Regions from separate parts of the Sus scrofa genome. Here all the other regions are linked to region 1. The links are chromatin contacts, called in public Hi-C and HiChIP or PLAC-seq maps. All regions are on one chromosome and are shown on one strand. The core of a region is the stretch at or near the end of the contact, and the rest is flanking DNA. Distances in the headings are between cores, read along the strand shown.

What was found. A called contact is a pair of places that touch in the nucleus more often than the background predicts. HiChIP or PLAC-seq counts read pairs in DNA pulled down with a chosen protein or histone mark.
Region 2: a contact with region 1 is called in an H3K27ac HiChIP or PLAC-seq map of skeletal muscle, with 12 times the contacts expected there. The contact joins two enhancer-like sites. A contact is called at or near these places in 1 of 47 Hi-C or Micro-C datasets (embryonic fibroblasts) and 1 of 2 datasets of contacts at active chromatin or transcription factors (skeletal muscle).
Region 3: a Hi-C map of embryonic fibroblasts shows a contact between it and region 1, with 2.9 times the contacts expected there. The contact joins two enhancer-like sites. A contact is called at or near these places in 4 of 47 Hi-C or Micro-C datasets (embryonic fibroblasts, epiblast stem cells, fetal heart ventricle and 1 more).

Annotation. Positions count from the first base shown.
Region 1 is chr6:100,260,926-100,265,284 of Sscrofa11.1, reverse strand. No RefSeq gene overlaps it. Among named protein-coding and RNA genes, the nearest start is that of LRRC30, 29 kb to the left of the region's middle. Within about 2 kb of position 1,389, at least 22 of the 83 cell types and tissues checked have an H3K27ac peak or open chromatin away from gene starts, as enhancers often do. A contact at or near this core is called in skeletal muscle, where this site is marked.
Region 2 is chr6:99,551,786-99,555,952 of Sscrofa11.1, reverse strand. The region is part of intron 15 of PTPRM (receptor-type tyrosine-protein phosphatase mu); the gene reads left to right. Among named protein-coding and RNA genes, the nearest start is that of RAB12, 310 kb to the right of the region's middle. Within about 2 kb of position 2,037, at least 5 of the 83 cell types and tissues checked have an H3K27ac peak or open chromatin away from gene starts, as enhancers often do. A contact at or near this core is called in skeletal muscle, where this site is marked.
Region 3 is chr6:99,486,981-99,491,327 of Sscrofa11.1, reverse strand. All of the region lies in intron 21 of PTPRM (receptor-type tyrosine-protein phosphatase mu), which reads left to right. Among named protein-coding and RNA genes, the nearest start is that of RAB12, 240 kb to the right of the region's middle. Within about 2 kb of position 1,542, at least 18 of the 83 cell types and tissues checked have an H3K27ac peak or open chromatin away from gene starts, as enhancers often do.

The DNA of each region.
Region 1 (4,359 bases), core at 140-2,639:
TTTCTCTAAATATAAATGCAACATATTTTCTTATAGAAACCGACATATTTGGGCCCATTTCCCCTCCGTCTTTTTCTAACATCTCTCCCCGAGGTTATACAGATTGTTGACTTTGTGAGCAAGGTTGTCGTTCTCACGGCCCCTGGTCACTGTCCCAGGCTGCAAGGTGGAGGGGCTGAGCTGGCAGAAGAAGGAAGAGGTTTGTGCCCCACTTCTGACCATGCAAGTCTGAGGTCACCTGTCCTGATCATGAGTACTTTTTGTGTTTCCTTCTGCCCACCTGATGTGAGAGCCATTGTCAATCCCTTTTTTTTTCTTTTCTTTTTTTTTTTTTTTTGTCTTTATAGGGGCCATTCCCGCAGCATATGGAGGTTCCCAGGCCAGGGGTTGAATTGGAGCTGTTGTTGCCCGCCTACACCACAGCGACAGCAACGCTAGATCCAAGCCACATCTTCAACCTACACCACAGCTCACGGCAACACTGGATCCTCAACCCACTGAGCAAGGCCAGGGATCGAACCCGCGACCTCAGGGTTCCTAGTTGGATTCGTTTCCGATGCGCCATAAGAGGAACTTCAACCCCCTTTTTTTTAATGTCTATTTTGCCCGTGCTAGACCTCTCCCCACCCATACACCTCCCCCCACCCCACACGTACATGCACAAGCACACACATGCATGTACCTCTCCAAACTTTTTTCAGTAAAGAACAATTTTAATTTAAAATTTTTGCTGTCTGGATTAACACATGTGAGTCTGTGTTTTCTTATTTTCTGTGATATTTGCATTTTAACCCTCACCTTGAATTTTTTTCTAAAGGAGCTCTACCTCTTATTTAGGGTTTTCAGAAACTGATCAGGAAAGGTGCTCTTCCCTGCCCCCACCATCCAGGGAGTGGGTTAACAAGTAATATTTATCATTATCATCATCAACACCACTCTAGAGTTTCAAAGCTCTTCTATAGGCACCATCCTCTCCAGGATCCTAAAATGGTATCTATTAGCTGTCAATCACTTCACCTACTCTTAAGGCTTGCAATGACTCTTGCAAAAAAAAAAAAAAAAAAAAAAAAAAATCCAAAGAACACTCCTGTTTCTAACATCCTATGGTTCACGGAGGGTGGACTCCTGTAATCTTCTTATTCTCTCTAATCCACAGCCATAACTATGTGTTTCCATGCATTAACTACTTGTTTTCAGTTTCATAGGTCAAGAGTTTTGCCCAAAGGCTTGGCATGCTTCCAATCTCGAGTTGGACATCACTTCAAAGACCCAGACGCTGGAGAACATACTTCCTTTGCAGTCATTCTGGACCTGTGTTAAGTACACCTGCTCTGAGCTAGGCCAAACGTCTTATGGGAACTAAATGACTTAGTCATCACGATTGCGTGGCTTCCAACAAGAGTTAACATGGAATGTTTTGTCTCTGGGCATGCGCTCTGAAATAGCCACGACTTGTAGGTCTAACTATGGACAGCAGGTGGCGCTCTCGTCTTAGGATTCCAGCTTCCAAGTGTGGAAAATTTCAGGTGCATTTAAAATTTTATGCACTTTTTTTTTTCCCTCTGCCAAGCCAGAAATGTACTCCATTTTCTTTAATCAGGTTCATCTGCTTCCTACTGTGTTACTTCAATTGGGTAATAGTCAACCCAGCTTCTCCCCTGGCTCTGTTCTTTCCTCGAGCTGGATATGAGGTTTGAGATTTGCCAGAGTTGGGAGTTAGTGGTAAGTGCCCATCTGGCAGACGACGGAAGTGCTGTATATACACTCAGAACTGGATGTCATTCCTCATTGTTCCAAGTGGCTTCGTACAGACACTCCCTTTGCCCTGGACGGGAGTCTGCTGCTACCCAGCGTCCAGGAAGCCCAGAGTCTGGAGCACGTAAAGGGCCTCCCGGGAAAGCTGGGTGGGATTCTGTGGCAAGCAAGGGGGTTTCTGGGAACAATTTCCAGGGCCACCCAGCTGCCTCCCAGGAGGCAACTATGTTCACCCCCACTGGCAGTGACAGCCTTTGGTTAGCTACCCAGCTTTGGTGCCCACATTCATTCCTGCAATCACTCATTTAGCAAATACAAGGCGTCCTGTATCCCAAAGCGCTAGTTGCTCCTGCATCAGTCAGGGTCCAGCCAGGAGATGAAAACCACATCAGTTATTTTAAGAGAGAGAATTTAATCTAAGGAATTGTCAACTATGCATAAACTGTTAACTAGGTAACCAGAGACAAAAGAACAGCAAGGTATCCTTCTGGGGTGGTGGTAGAGGAGCAGTTGCCTACCCCTCCTGTGGCTTGGGCGTCTGTCCTGGAAGCTTAGGGCAGTCCAGGGTCTCAGCTCTAAGGTTTAGTTCAGTGGGTGGGGATCAGTGGAGGTCTCTGAGCCTATGTGATGAGAGTGACTCTGTGAGGGTCAGAAAAACCACAAACTGGATTTGGCAGCTGTTGTGGAGAGGATGTGCCACTGTGGATGAGGAAGCATAGCCGGGAGATGCTTAGAGGGGGCAAGCCGGGATAGCGTTCCGCTTCCTCCTCCTGGTCGCTAGTTTCCTCTAGCGCCCCCACTGGCGGGTGGGAGCACAGCAGTGATGTGCAGTCGGGGGCCAGGTTGAGTCACCAACCCTTCTCAGAACTTCATTTTCTCCACCTCCCTTATTGCTCCAAGGTGACATAAACTATCACTAAATGTAGCATAACTTATTTCCTCTCTTTTTCTTGAATGTTCAAATAAAATTTTCTCGCTCTTTTTACCTCCTTCTCCTCGCCCATCATTACCTCCTCCTGTTTTCTTAGCCTGGTTTTACTTTTCACAAAAATTAGATACAAGAGCAGATAAAGTGTGTCAGAATGTCATCGTGGGCCTTTTGTTAAATATAAATGGATGTGTTGAATTGAATTAATGCACTTTGAATCAGACATAGCAACTATGCTTTCAATAGCTTTCATTATGATAGTAACATCTGTTGTCAGATCTAATACATCTGATGCATATTGTTTGAATGTTAGAATGTTGACTTATGCATTTTTTTAAAAAAATCAAGCAAAACAGAGGTGGAAGGCTTTGGGGAAGTCTGGGTCCAAAGGAAATAAAATAGAATTGAATGGAGAATTATTTTGAAGACCACTGGTCATTGCTTTTCATCCAGGAAACTCAGATATCCAGGATGATAAAGATTAATGGACAAGCACAATCAAAACTGTACAGAGGCTGGAAGCTAGGAAGGGCAAGTTGTTGGTGAAGGAAGGGCACCAAACTAAAAATAGTGAGCAGGGAAGTTGGGCTGGGCATTATCTGATGGCACTATATTTCCTTCTGTGCTTTTTTCTCCTGTTTCACAGTCCAGAAATTCAGAAACTCCATTTCCCCTTCTTGCCAGGAGTGTTCTGCATACATTTACAATCCCATCAATGAGATGCACTTGATATTTGGAAAGTGGGACTGTGACAGGAGCCATATTTTTTTTCCTCTGGAAGCCATGGCTGTGGTCTCACCAGACCTGTTATCAGTAGCTTCAGCACTGGCATTTGCCTCAGCCTCCAAAGGGTTTATCTAGGGGGCCTGCAGCAATTCTCTGTAGGTTCCTGACTCAGGGCTGTAACAGTTCTTAACTCCTTTACAGCAAACTGGAAAGTTATGGTGCTGCCCCAATTTCCCCTCCATCAGGCTTCCAGTGATTTTCTAAGCAACTGATTTCCTCTATTCAGTCCCCTCCTGATTGACCTACTAGAGTGGTCTCTACTTTCCTGAGTAAACCTCAACTGATTCAGAGGTATGAGGGGAGCCCAGTCAAGAAGGCATATTCCAAGACAAAGCCAAGTTCTCTGATGAGTTTGTCTTATTTCACTATGTTTGCCAGTTGGACAAGTTTCAAGAAGCTCAAGAGATTATATTCTTTACAATTTCTTGATGACCAAACTTAGGTTTAGACAAATCTTGATAGATTCAGAAACCTTTTGTTCCTGGCTCAGTATTAAAATATCCTCCTGGTATCTTTACTGTGCAAAGGACAACTGAAGTGATGAAATGATTACCTTTTTTTTTTTTTTTTCTGGTATGAGCCAGACATTCCACATCAGAAGTTAGCAGAATGTGTCCTCCTTCCTGTGAAGAGCGTTAACTGAAAATCACTTTGCATGCAGTCAGTCTGACTCAAGTCCTTTATGAAATGTGAAATATAATATTCATCCCTGAAATGGAGATTCATGGCTTTCAAAGCTGTTCACCATCTCACTCAAGGTGTTAATACTCACGTGGGATGGATTGAGATGGCTCCATCAGTTCTGTCTTCCCAGGGGTTCTTGATTGGCAGGAAAAGAATTTAGTCCTTGGAACTTGAAATTACTTCCAACAGTTGTTGTCACAAATTGA
Region 2 (4,167 bases), core at 788-3,287, 710 kb after region 1:
GCACCATAATTAATTTGAGTGTGATGTGCATAAAATAAAGCTGTATGTACATAGGTATGTATGTATACACATAAACACGTACTTTTGTCTTCATTGATGGTATATCTAAGGTTTCATCCTTCTTAATGAAGCATTGTGCTCAGTTCAGGGGTTCACAGAAGTAGAGACACATGGATTCATTCAGTGGATACCTAAGCACCCCCTTATTCAAGGACTAAGCCAGGTGTCATGGGGACAACATGTGTCAGACTATCCTAAAGACCTCAAGAGCATTAGAGTCTAGTAGGAAATAAGCCATGTACGTAAAGAGAGCATTTGGGCTGAAAATGGTAAAACCCCAAAGAATGTCTGGCTCAGCCAGTTCGGAGGGAAAACTTGCTTTCCGCTGGAGGACTCAGGAAAACTTCAAGAAGAGATGGCAGTCATGTTGAAATGTTCACACATAAGAAATGTAAACTAGGTGGCAGTGTGTGTTGTTGGGCTAAGTACTATCATTATTAATAATCATTGCTTTCATTGTATTTCATAACATTTCCTCTAAGAGAGCACCTCACTTGCTCGCGTCATGTCAGTACCTATGCTGAAGTATAGAAACAGGTCAGGTCGGAAGCGTGCTGCTTTCCAGCAAAGGATATTGGTCCATTTACAAAAGGAAGCAAAGTAAGTGAGCCTCGGGAAGTAAACTTAAAGACCAAAGCAAAGACAGATGGGTTGGGGAGTCTCACAGCGTAAGAGTCAGTACTACATTAATTTGATGGAAGAAGTTATCAACCTAATGGTAAGAAGTATAATGCTGATGGGGTGTGGGAAAGTATTTAGCCCAGGAAAGCATTTAAAAGAGGGGAAGAAGACCTACAGAGAAAGTGCAATTTGCTGTCTCGTATTGAAATAAAAAAATGAATTGCCGCCTGAGTAAGAAAGAGAAGCTCTTATTAAAAATATCTTTGTCTGAGGATGGCCTGTTACTGCTTGAATCATAACTTCCACGGGTGCTTTCATTCAAAAGAAGCCATTAAACTCACATACGTCCTGAATGTGCCCAGTGTGTGAAAGCTTTAATTAAATCTACAAGAAGAACCTTAAAAGAACAAGAATCAAATTAATTGCAACATGGACCATGCATTTGTTTCTCTGACAGTCCCTGTGCTTTGGAGAAAAGGTAATCTGTGTGCCCTTATCTGAATTAGTAAACTCAATATCACTTTCCATTAGCAGGGACTGCCAGTGCCATGCATCTTCCCTCTGACACTGTTTACATGTTAATGCCCCTGCAAATAGAGTCTGTTCCAACTGGTTTCCTATCAGATTTCCAAGCAGTAAATCCATGAGATGGAGTAAGCCGGTCTCCTGCTCTCCCAGCTGACTTGTGTGAGTTCTTCTCCAGACTGCGCTTCCTAATTAGATGGCAGAGTAATTAAGGAAAATTCAGCATATGCAAATGGGGCAAAAGGATTTGAGGCTAATTATGGTTGTTATACCACCATCAAGAAAAAAATTTAAAAGAACAAAGTGGAGTTCCCCTTGTGGCTCTATGGTAACAAACCAGACTAGTATCCATGAAGATGCAGGTTTGATCCCTGGCCTCGCTCAGGTGGGTTAAGGATCCAGCATTGCCCTGAGCTATGTTGTATAGGTCGAAGATGCAGCTCAGATCCAGTGTTGCTGTGGCTGTGGTGTAGACCAGCAGCTGCAGCCCGGGAATTTCCATATGCCGCAGGTGCAGCCCTAAAAAAAAAAAAAAAAAAAATTGAAGAAAAAATTAATCCACCATATTATTATTCAGCTTTTCATTGAACTGCAGAAGTCTAAAATGAGGACATGATGTTTTGTGCTCAGGAAGGACTTTTACCTTGGGAGTTAATAAATACTATCCCTATGAAGAAATTAGAGATAAAAGCCATACATTTGAAATTTAAAGACTGCAAAAATCCCTCTGTTCCAAAAGCTTTAATGTATCCCTACTTGCCTTTTATTTGGGGTTTGTTTATGGAAGGTGCTGGTTTCCAATGTGCCAAGCTTACAGTGTAATCTCACTAGCAATCTATAAATACCCACTCCGCTACCAACTTTCAGCGTTCGCAACTGAGAGTTTAATCACACGGGATATAATATTCTTGTCTTAAGGTCTTCACCTATTGATACCTTAGCCCAAATGTTTAAAACCAGTGACCCGTGACGGCTTATACCCAGTGTCTAGGAAGAAGGTTGCCTTGAGCAAGGTGGCTGGCTGAGCCCCGGGGTCAGATAGGTTTCTTCGAGATAATTTTGTTGGTCGCACATAGTTTCGAGTTAAAATTGCAAAGATTTCTGTTTGGAAAACTTCCATTGTTTAGCATCAGGATTGTTTTGCAGACAGAGAATTAGATTTTCTCGCTGGAAACGGAAAGCAGATTTATTTGTGAGGCATCCGTCCCTCCTCGTGACATGTTTTCTTGTTTCTCATATCTGTGAAGCTGAAGGCTAAAGCACCAGCGTGCGTTCCTAGGACTAAAACAGGGGAAAGCAGTATTTTTAAGAGTAAAGGCTTTGCATGTTAATTAAGAGAAGCAATATTCACAAAGTATTAAAAATTAAAGATTTAGTCCATCCAGGGTCAAATTGGGAAATTTAAAAATTTATGAGCTTATATTGTGAATAATTTCCTGAGGGCAAATCCATCCAATATTTTGAGCTATTAATGAATCGGTGGTTGTATGGCAGTAAAATAGAAAGAGCACAGTCACACATAATCTAGAAGTTCTTTTTGGAAACAAGCTAACAAGGGAGCCTGTGTAATCTCTGTGCATTGCAATCTCTAAAAATAGGCCAGCTAACCATCTATCTTCACAGATTTCAGAATGACGTGCCTAGAGGCAGGGTGTTGGGTCTGGTGACTCCTGAAGTCCCTTCCACTTTTGTAATTCCTGTAATTATTCATGCAATTATCAATACAGACAACGTGGCTTTCTTTATGCCAACTTTGATTCTGTGAAAGAAAAAAATCTGGGATTTAGCGCTCCCATTATAGAACATTGCTGTCGATTATTCAGCTTAACCCCAAAGAGCTTGTCCTTTAAAGGAATAAAGGAAACCACAGTATCCATCACCACCAACAGGATGCTCATTTGTGATGTCTTTTAAGCATCTGGATGACCATCACGTGATGGGCTAAGAGAAAGGTCACAAAGATCAGCTCCAGACATACCCAGTTGTTACTCAAGAAGGATTTTGCTCTGATGAGCAAAACACCAAAGGCCAGTCAGGGAAAAAAAAGATCAAGGCCTGGAACCTCTGTAAGAGAAGTCAACTCTAGCAGTGCACCAAGGCTGCCATCAACTCTCAGGACTCCAGATCCATGGAGAATTGATTAATAATGTCCTTCACTGTGGTTCCAAAGCCTTGTTGCTAGTTCCATTTCTAATTGCTCTTGGATCAGATGGGACAGAAAAAAAATCTGTTTCTTTCCCATCTTTTCTTTTTGCCCTTTTTTTCTGTCCTTTGTACATGCCATAATTTGTTGAATATTTTTTTACTGCTTTTTATGTCTTTTCAATCAACTTCATTTTCTCTTGCCTTTCTGAGCGGATGTGGTTCCTTAGGACTCATTCAAATACTGATGGCCTTTGGCACAAGCAAAATGACTTCTAAGGGTTCTTTTTTTCACCTTTTTAGAAATTTGGGAAGCTTTTCTTAGATTCATGGTGTATACTCCCAGCCCCTCAGCCACCCAGTAGAATAGTTTCTTTGGTAATTCTTTACCAAGTCTTTCATGCCTCCTTATTTGTGTAATTATTCATTCAACAAATTTTGAGAACCAGTTACGTGCCATATACTGTTCCAGACACTGTTCCAGTGGCCAAAATAAACAGAAATCTCGATCTCTCTGGAGATGTGAAAATTACCTCAGACATCTTCTCTGCAAGCGGTCACCAAGGAGAGTTAATGCTTTGTCTTCAAGTGGACCCACTCGTCTTTGTTTTAGTTAATGTTGGCTAACGGACCACTGCCTACTAAGAGTAGCCCAGAGGAGACAGGCAGTTGCTAGAGGCACAGATGAGTCAGAGCACCTGCAGAGCTGGGAAGGGATGCGGAGGAGGAGGCAAAGTAAGGACAGGGCTGCAGGGGAGGGCCGAGCAGATCCCACCTGAGCCAATCACAGGGAGCCGGAACCCTTGCAGACAAGATGCA
Region 3 (4,347 bases), core at 293-2,792, 770 kb after region 1:
GCATTAGTACTTTGAAGGCCTGGAGCAAGATGGAAAGACGAGCAAGATGACTTTTTCCTCGAAGGATGAGTAGGAGGTGTCCAGGAGACGGCAAAGGAGTGGGATTCTGGGTAGACATGAAAGCAAGAGAATGCGGCAGTCAGGGCTCTGTCATACAGGGCACGGTGTCCCACAGAGAAGCTGGGGCATCATTCCGGCTGCCGTTGGAAGAGCAGAAGGATGTTGGTAACATGCGTCTGATTCCGTACTTGGAGGGAGATCTCTTCATACAAATCGCTGAATTTTTTTTTTTTCCTTTTTACAGCCTCACCTGCGGTATATGGAAGTTCCCACACCACGTGTTGAATCAAAGCTTCAGCTGGTCGAATCAATCTATACCACCGCCACAGCAACTCAGATCTGAGCCACATCTGCAACCTTTGCTGCAACTTACAGCAACACCAGATCCTTAACCCACAGATCGAGGCCAGGGATCAAACCCATATCCTCACAGATACTACGTTGGGTCCTTAACCCACTGAGCCACAACGGGAACTCTAAACAGCTTAATTTTTAAATGCTGTTGTACAAGGCACACAGGAACTGCTTTAACAATAATAGACAACAGCCCCCCCCAAAAAAAATAAATAAAAGGAAGAGGAAAAATGTATTTACTGAAAAAGTGTAATAGAAACTGCATCCCTCTAGCCTCTTTTAAAAAGTACAGAGCAATGCTTGGCTCTGAGACTTGGCGAAGCAATGAACCACCTTGACACTGACGCCTCCCTGGGGATGAAATGCCAAGAAAGCCTCAGGTTGCCGTAGAGACCTCAGCATAACTGCCCCATCGGCCTTTCTGGCTTTTTTTCAATCCATGGACATCAGGAAACATCAGCCATTTAGACTGTAAAGTAGTTTTGAAAGAGTGAGCTTCTCTCTGTTGGCACTGTTTCAACCAATCCATCTTCATCTTTTCCAAGACAGCGATGTCTTAAAACTGGCCTGAGCCCTGGAAAGGTTCATTACCACTCAAGGAGCCAACAGAAGTGCATCCAAACCAGAGGGGAGACGGGGTGGGATAAGAGAGCAGTGCTGAGTGCAGATCTCTTATTTGATTTTATTCTAACAAGATGGTCATATGGCACCTCTCATCAGGGAAATGCAATAATTTGATTCAAAAGCAACTCAGACATGACTCACAATAAAAAAGTAAACAGGCGGAACTGAACAGAAAATGGCAAGTTGTCAGCAGAGAACGGATGGAGACTCTCGGGAGAACAACGAACCCAGTGGAAGGGCCGGTTTGCTCACGTTGCTACCAAAAGGGAGCCAGTCTCTCTCCCACATGGAGAGCCAACCCCCTGAGCAAGATCAGTGATTTACCAGGACTGAGAAAGGAGAGGGTTGTACTCAGGGAGGCGGGGTTGAGCCATCCACCCCTGCCTTTATCACCTGGAATGAAAAGGAAAATTCTCCAGCTCAGCTGCGAGCCAGGAGGCCCCGCCCTGGACCTGGCAGCATTACAGCTGCAAACTGCTCCCAGCTGCTGAGTGGGACAGAGGGCGTCCTAGCCTCACAGGCGGCCCTGCAGAGTTGGAGAGCCAATTCCTGCCCCTCTGGCGTCCCCAGAGGGCCTTCTTTAGTCCTCAGTTTTTGGACTGATCCCAAGTGTCTTTGGGATCCAAGCAGAGAAACGTTGACCTTCTGCAGGAAAATGGTTGTGTCCTTCTGAGAGGAAGTATGTTGCCCTCATTGTAAAATTAAGATCAAGGAAGGACAGCAATTTAAAACCACGTCCACCAAGTGCCTCCTGGAAAACACAGGTGGTACTATTTCATTAGCCAATAATCAATGTCGTTCGGGAGCACAAACATTTATCTTCCAGTCATGAGAGCCGAACTGTATAAAGCTAAGTAATTCCTGGCCGCTCCTCTTCAAAAAATACATGTGTGTGTACATACATACCTAAAGGTATTTAGAAAAGCGCTACCCTGACCGCACCTGCTTTTCTCCTGTGTGTTTCTCTAGGACATGAACACACGTGATTAATTTTATAATTGAGTGTGGAGATTGTTTTTGTGCTCAATTTAAACTTGAGGATTGGAGACTTTATGCTAGAATCTTCAGGCTTAAGTATAACTTAAGCGTTTTTCCAAGGAACCTGGATTTTAAAAAAACGAAAAACAAAAAAAATGTAGCTCGTTGGAGATCTTTTTAAAATATGTGGATTGTATATTTCCCCCTCTCATCTTTCCCTCTGTTTTCTAAGTAAAACAGCCAATTTTGGTAAACAGAAGCCCAGTGTTCTATTTGATGCCTTTGTCTGTATTTGACAATGTGTGGCAAGCCAAGACGGTATTGTTATTAAAATGTCTCACTTGACCTCCAAAATCAGTGAAAACTGGAAAGAGAAAACCACTCCCTGAAAACCACCTCCTCCCCACGGAGGCTGCAGTTCTCATTCCTGTTGAAAGGCTCTTAGTCAGAAAGGCCATCAGCTGGGAAGACAGGCCAGCATCCTCAGGTGAGCAGGCTGCAGCATGGGCAGGAGGGTGTCCGTGCTGGCTTCTGCCCGGTGGGGGGCTAGTGGGCAGAGAGGGAATTGCAGGTACAGGTATGTCTAGAAAAGTTCTAAGGACTGGGCCCAGCGGCCCCCTTGCTTGGTTTTGAGAACAGAGACGGGGGCGCAGGTGGAACAAGAGGTGCTTTGTGTTCTGTACCTGCTGGAACCATTGTGACCCAGCTGGGCTGTGCTTGTGCGTGGTCCACAGTGGAGGCGCCCCCTCGGCTCACCTCCAGCCCACACACTTTTCAGATGTGCTTTTCCACTCCCTTTTCATATTCTGAGGCACCAGCTGAGTCCATCAATCGCCACAATCAATGCAGGTTATTTTCTGTCCCACAGGATACAAAACAAACAAAACAAAACCATTGAAAGCCAAGGATGGGGAGTTTGGGGAGCCTTGGCGAGCGCTGCAAATACATTAAGAATCGCAACAGCTGCGCCTGCAATGGCTGCAGCAGCCAAGTGAGTTTTGACATGTTTTTTTTTTTTTCTTTTAATTATTATGGTGATGCTGAGCCAGGTCCATAAGAAAATGATAAAAATTCTAACTGGAATTTTGAGGCTGCTTCTCGCTGTTTGGGGCAAATCAAGTGAACCTGTTTATGAATACTTTGTCAGTAGATGAAAATTTCTGCAGATTTTTAAATAACGCAACAGAGACAGTTGATTTTACTACGAATACTTGGTAGATTTTTTTCTAACCTGCGAATATAAAAGTGCCTGTGTTATTCGTTGAATGCGCCGTGTCATCGTGCTTGCTTTCAAGGCCTCGTAAGTGTTAGCCGATTTTTTTTTTTAAATCCAGTCTCCTTTTGCCCCACCCCTGATAAGATCATGGACTCAGAAAACTTCAGAAAATTTGGTGAAAAACTATTTCCCACAATTTTCCATCCTCCTTCTGAGATTCGTGGTGGAAGACCTTTTCTAGTTTGTGTGAAGTCCGTTTGTCGGCCCTCTGGTTTCCATGTTGAAGGGGTCATTAGAATTTTCTTTATGTCCCCTGGAGGAGTCAGGCACCGTCCCCACTTGTTGACATGCTTTTAGTGTCAGATGGCGTTAGCCTCAGGACGGGGCCCAGAGGGGACTGCCAGGGTGCCTGTGCCCCAGCACCTGCCACCTTCTGGCATGCCTGGCGTCAGCTGGATGCTGTCATTCCCCACTACCTCGGCCCATCCGGCTTTGACAGTGTCACCTTGCCCGCCCTCACCCTCCCCTCCAGTCAGCAGCGCCAGCCCTGCCTACCTCCCCACTCGCCTTTCCAGTTCCGCCCCTCCCTCCCGAGCCCACTAGCCACCCGCATCTCCTGCCCACACCCTGGAAACAGCCCCTAGCTCATCATTTAATCTCCCCTTTCAAATCTGTCCTCCACTCTGCATCCACCTTTCTTTGTGAAACCTAGATGTTAGCCCATTTAACACCAAAAGAAACCCGCTCTGGAATCTTTGCGATGATAGGAACCCCCTGAGCAGAGCCACTCGGTGTCCAGGATGTGGCCCCAGCCTTGCTCCAGGCTTCAGTCGTAGCTGCAGCTGCCTCCCTCCCTGAGCCTCAGGGCCCAGCTCCTCTGGGTTACTCACCATCTCACACCTAAACACCTAAGCACCTAAGCACCTTGCTCTCGCTAGGCCCCTTCTGGTCATGGATTCTGTCCGGAGTGACTCGCAGCTCCTCCATCACCTGCCAGATCCCTTCAGACCCAATGCAGGTGTTACCTCCTCCTGAGGCGTCCCCACCCCCAATCTCCCAGTCAGAGAGACCGTCTGTCCACAGTCTTATCACAGGCAATGATAATATAGAGGGCA